2 separate regions of the Sus scrofa genome follow, and region 1 is linked to region 2. The links are chromatin contacts, called in public HiChIP or PLAC-seq maps. All regions are on one chromosome and are shown on one strand. The core of a region is the stretch at or near the end of the contact, and the rest is flanking DNA. Distances in the headings are between cores, read along the strand shown.

Region 1 (2,928 bases), core at 72-2,571, 420 kb before region 2:
GGAATGTGGGCATGATTTGGAGTCAAGATGAGTTGAGAGGGCCTGATGTGCCCCCAGGTCTGAGACCTGGCCCTGATGAGAGAGTTTACCCTGAGGCAGACCTGTCAGACCCCAGCTCACGGACCCAGAAGGACAGAAGAGTGCGTGAAGGGCACAAGACATGAATATATGATTTAGGAAGGAGCTGGCAATGGAGAGGGACGTGTCGGCGTTCTGTCGGATGTGAGTGGGGTTCTGGTGCCAGAGGGAGTGGTTCAGGATCAGCCTCTCCCCTTCTCCCAGGCTCTGGATCTATGGGATCTGTGGTTCACAGCCTTGAACCATCCGTAAATGAGAAGGTCACAGGGCCAGGAGCCAGAGCATGCTGGCCGGGGTGCTGCTGACAGAGCTTGGTGTTTAGTTTACAGAGCCAGGTGCCCTGGGCAATGCTGTGCAGGGGAAGGCATGTCAGGAGCCCATCACTGCTGTCCCCTCACTGCACGCTGCTGCCATGGAGCAGGGCCCAAGCAGCCACCCTTCAGCCCTGGCCACCCAGCCCTGCCTCCTCACTGTGAGCTGTCCTGACTGCCTTTCTGGTGGCTTCCTCTACTGTCACCTGCCCAAATGTTTTTCAAGAGATCCACCTCACACCCTTTGTACTATGTTTCCTTCCTTTCATTGCCAACTAGAGTACACCACTCTTTCCTCTTAAAATTCTTTTTTTCTTCTCTTCCCTTTTGCAAGTATCTTCAGATCCATGCTAAACACTGGAAGGAGATAAGTAAGGAGAAGTAAATGGACTGGAAAACTGAACTTAGGGGATGAAACCAAAGACTGGGGACCTAGGATTTGCAAGGAGAATAAAGGAAATGCTGCAGGGGAGGAAAAGGGGGAGCTGGGGTATTCGTAGAATACCTACCCAGGGCCAGGCCCAAGCAGGCACATGCAAGGAGTAGAGCGGGAAAAATAGAAACGGGTTCAGAGGGGTTAAGTAAGTTGTATAAAATCACACAGCTAAGAAAATGGCCAAGGCAGGATTTGAATCCAAGTGTGGCTGGCCCCGTGCATCTGCCCTCTTAAGCTATGCTGACTGCTTTTCATCAAGACAATGATTAAAAGAACAGAAGATAAAAATGGAGGCGATTAGTCATCAGTTCCTTTTCCCTGCTATTTTATGGGAAAGCTTTTAAGGGGCACCTTCTGAGGTGCATGTGTGAGGGAGTTGGAAGAATGCATTTTCCAGCTCTGGGACAGCCTGGCTGTTTACACAATTCCTCCCGAGTGTCTGCCCTTCCTAGGCCACTTTATGAGGCAGGCAGGGCGTGGAGTGTATCTGCCAGTGTCCTCTGCAGATGGCACGTGTGCTTCGTGCCGAATTTTCTGCAGGGGATTCATCATCTCCTCCAGACAGCTGCTCCATGTGCCTGAAAATATTTGCACATCAGGTTTTATGTTCCCCACAGGCCGCAGCCAGGCCACATCTTGATTGTGGAAGTGTGGGCAGTGTTCAGAAGTGTGTGCCTATCACAGGTATTTTAGGACTGTGAGTGACAGTTGTTTCTCAACACAGTTGTGAGTCTCCTATCCAAGAACACAATGAAATATCCTTTGTCTGCCTGCGCCCACCCCCCACCCCCACCCCCCGCCACCCGGCTAGAACTAGAATACGCCACTCTTTCCTCTTAAAATTCTTTTTTTCTTCTCTTCCCTTTTCCTCTGGGATGAGCTGACACATCCCAGAGGAAAAGCAGAACTGGAATTCTGTGGTCTTTTCTTCCTCCGGCTCCTGGCCCCACTGGACTGTAAGCGGCAGCCTTTCATCAGGGAGAAGGTACAGACCAGGCTCAGAGCCCAGGAGGGTGGTCCTCCACCAGCTGCATTCTGGAGGCCGCAAGAAATTGTTTAGGGGTATCGCTCATTCTCTGTTACCTCTGCCTGTCCCCCTGTGACAGCGGCTAGATCTTCTTTAGTCGTGAACCCTTTGTTCCACTATGTTCAGTCAGGATCTCTAAGTAAAGCAACATGAACTGAGTGCCTTTCCAAGTGCAAGAGCTTTGCTAGGAGCCTCAGGGAGAAAGAAGCCCAAGTCTGTCCAGGGGCAGGCAGTAAGCATGAAGCCAGACCGAACCGGATTTGAAACCCAGCCCTGCCACCTGCCAGCTCCAGGGCCTTGGGCATGTTACGTAATTTTTCTGCACCTCAGCTTGCTTATCTATAAAGTGGAAATATATCTTACCTGCTTTGTGCTTTAATTTTTGCAAAGATTAAGTGAAACAATACGTGTAAGTTGTTCAGCATGTTGCCCAGGGCATAGCAATTAACAAAAAGGACTCTGAGCGTTACGTCCCGGACAGACCAAGTTCTTGAGGAATAAACAGATGAGAGCATGTGCTGTAGACACATGGAGAGGCTCACACACCATTCGGGAAGGGGAGAGAGGGATCAAAGCTAATTCCTGGGCGGTCAGATGTGAGTAATGGCAAGGATGAAGTTGCCAGCAGCGGGAACAAGTAGGGAAGAAGGTCAGGAAGAACGAGGGTGAGTTCGGCTTGGAGTTTGTGGAGCTTGAGGTTGTCGTGCCAGTGAGTCTGAGCTTGGTGTCCATGCCTAGAGAGGTGTGTCCTCCCCTAGCCTCTCTGCCAGGGGGGCCTCGCCTCCCAGCCTTCCCTGCCATGTCGCCACCCCTCAGCCGTCTCCCTCCCAACCCCACCCTGCCTGCACCCTCCCCTGAGGTCTGGTCACAGCCCCCTCCCTCCCCAACCCTGCACCTTCACCCCAGAGGCAGTGCAGGCATCACAGGATCTGGTGTCCCATCATCCTCATACGTCCGACGCTGTCCCCTGGGCCACTCACCAGGGTGGCTGTCACCAGGCCTTGCTTTCCAAGCCTCTCAGCCCTCCAGCCATGGTTCCTCCAGAGCTCACACAGACAGGGGGAGAATTCTTGACA
Region 2 (2,907 bases), core at 218-2,717:
CTCCACACCCCCTCCAGCATTTGTTATTTGTGGACTTATTAATGATGGCCATTCTGACTGGTGTGAGGTGGTATCTCATGGTAGTGGCTCAGTGGGTAAAGGATCCAGCATTGTCACTGCTGTGGCATGGGTTTGATCCTTGACCTGGGAACTTTTGCATGCTGTGGGCATAGCCAAAAAAAAAGAAAGAGAGATTTTTAACTTTAGCGTTGTTTTTTCCCATCAGAGAATTAAAACATGTGTCTCCTGTACACTAAATAATCTATAGAAATTTCATAAAACAGAAATTACAGGAGACAAAATGAGTAATTATCAGAAACATTAATCATAGGAGGTTTGATACACCTCTCCCAGCCCAAGACCAGTTAAATGACCAAAAATATAATTATTAAAGATCTAAAAGATATTATAAGATAGACCTTGTGATTATATATCAAACTCTGTAACCCAATATTAGAGAATATACTTTCTTTTAAGTGTTTATGGAATACTAAAAAATCAACTATATCTTATATCAAGAAAACCTTAATAAATTTCAGGAAGTAGAAATACTGCAAAATATTTTATTGGTACAATTCTGTAAAGCTAGGAATTTATTATAAACTCAGAAAACAAAATGACCCTTTTATTTGGAAATTTTAACATTCCCTAGTTAACAAATGATACATTTAAGATTCTAGACAGCCATAGCAGATCTCAGAAAAAAAATCATCGCCTTAAAAATTTTTAATAATAAACATGAAAAATTAAACATCTTACTCAAAATTGTTTTAAAAAATAGTAAAATGAGCCAAAGGATAACAAACGGAAAGAACTAATAAGTATTAAAGCTTTTTATTTATTTATTTATTTATTTTTTGTCTTTTTGCCTTTTCTAGGGCTGCTCCTGCGGCACATGGAGGTTCCCAGGCTAGGGGTCCAATCGGAGCTGTAGCCACCAGCCTACGCCAGAGCCACAGCAACACAGGATCTGAGCCACATCTGCAACCTACACCACAGCTCACGGCAACGCCGGATCGTTAACCTACTGAGCAAGGCCAGGGACTGAACCCGTAACCTCATGGTTCCTAGTCAGATTCATTAACCACTGCACCACGGAGGGAACTCCTAAAGCATTTTTTTAAATGGCCACTAAAAAGTAACTTTCCAGGTTGTGGTGTTTAAAGTTTTAAACATAAGCTGCTTGGGGTTTAAATCACCAGTAAAGGATCTTGAAACTACAAATCGAGTTAAATTTAGTGAGGCAAGTAATTCTATCCTGGTTGATTTATCAGACAAGCACAGAGAAGGCATAAATATTTATGAGTTTGTCCCAGCACCTGAACATACCCACAGCACATAGAGCAGTAGTACACATGTTCTGTATTTGGAAATGGGCTCGAGTCTTGTGGCAGAGAGCTAGTTGGTGAAAGTCTTCAGAGTAGAACACTTCAAAACTGCAAGAGTACAGTGAAGCCCAGTGCTCTCAGCAGAGTGCTCGTGGCATTACCGTAATAGCAGATGCAGTAACAAGTGTGCTCAGAAAAACTGGCCCTTCAACTGACTGGAGATACTGGCCCAAAGACAAAAATGTACTGCCCTACGAGACCTCTCTCAAACAGAAGCTGTTTGATACAGATCCCAGAATTAACTAGAGCAGGCCTGATTTCTCTCTTAAAAGATAATCTGGTATAGTAGCTGCTATTAGTATCCTTTTTTTTATCACTTGGATACACTATTCACAGTAAAATTAGCCTGCATATTCTTGACCCGTGGGGCCCTCACTACTATCCTTTGAAGTTTTTCATGTTTTATCATCTTTTTTTTCTAAACTGTATGTGTAACCCGAGACATTGCATATTAAAAGCTGATCATTATGTAAGACATGACACTTCTCTTTAAAATTTGCCCCTTTTTTTGGCCACACCCACACCCAAATGGAAGATCCTGGGCCAGGGATCAAACCTGCACCTCAGCTGCATTAACCCACTGCCACTGCACCACATAGGAACTTCCAAAATTTGCCTTATGATTCATTATTTTCTTTTAGGTTGGATATCATTATACATCAGAATCACCTGAAAACCCTAGAAAGTACAATATATATATATATATATATATATATATATATATATATATATATATATATATTCTTAGACTAATGCCTGAGCCCCACCCCAGACCATGAATCAGAATCTCTGGGCATGACAGCCTGTTTTTAAGCTCATGTATAACCAAGGTTGAAGCTACTTTTAAATTTACATGCTTTGGCTTTCATTTTTTTTCCATACCGGCATTTTCTCTTCTGAAATAAGAAAGTGGATGAGTTTTTATGATTAGTGCATTAAATGATAAATCTGAAGACGTTTGAAAAACCATTGTACATAGCTTGTTTAAGAGACAGTCTTTGAATGATAACTAGGTAGCTGTTATGTGGATCTTAATATAATAGGATTCTACTATAAATTTAAGTTAATCTCTGGAATGAAATGAATCCTTAGGGAATTTTATGCTTTATATTTTGTGAAATAATATCCTTTAGAAATGTCTCAACATAGGATTGGCTATGCTTCAAAGAGATAAAAATTAATGAAACTTTCAGTGGTACGTCCATATGTTTGCCAGTAATCTGTGGTCTGTCATACAGGAGGGCTTATAAAAATGTGTTGTTTCCATGTATATATAGAAATGTTCCTATCATTTTATGTACTTCTCTTATACTTTCAGATATGCAGAAACTGTACCGGTTGCTTTGATCGACATATCCCGTGTGTTTCTCTGAACTGCCCAGTACTTTACAAACTCTCTCGAGTAAATAGAGAATTATCCAAGGCACCATATCTCCGGCAATTACTAGACCAGTTTTAAGTTGTCAATATCACAGAATTCCAGGTGCTATTTTTTTCAGTGTTTACCACTAAACTGTTG

What was found. HiChIP or PLAC-seq counts read pairs in DNA pulled down with a chosen protein or histone mark.
Region 1: an H3K27ac HiChIP or PLAC-seq map of skeletal muscle shows a contact between it and region 2. The contact joins two enhancer-like sites. A contact is called at or near these places in 2 of 47 Hi-C or Micro-C datasets (embryonic fibroblasts and epiblast stem cells) and 1 of 2 datasets of contacts at active chromatin or transcription factors (skeletal muscle).

Annotation. Positions count from the first base shown.
Region 1 is chr1:77,612,399-77,615,326 of Sscrofa11.1, reverse strand. All of the region lies in intron 9 of FYN (FYN proto-oncogene, Src family tyrosine kinase), which reads left to right. Among named protein-coding and RNA genes, the nearest start is that of FYN, 28 kb to the left of the region's middle. Within about 2 kb of position 1,321, at least 8 of the 83 cell types and tissues checked have an H3K27ac peak or open chromatin away from gene starts, as enhancers often do. A contact at or near this core is called in skeletal muscle, where this site is marked.
Region 2 is chr1:77,197,516-77,200,422 of Sscrofa11.1, reverse strand. It overlaps REV3L (DNA polymerase zeta catalytic subunit), which reads left to right. Exons shown (of 33, transcript XM_021091241.1): 33 at 2,707-2,907. The coding sequence ends at 2,847. Among named protein-coding and RNA genes, the nearest start is that of MFSD4B, 40 kb to the right of the region's middle. Within about 2 kb of position 1,467, at least 2 of the 83 cell types and tissues checked have an H3K27ac peak or open chromatin away from gene starts, as enhancers often do. A contact at or near this core is called in skeletal muscle, where this site is marked.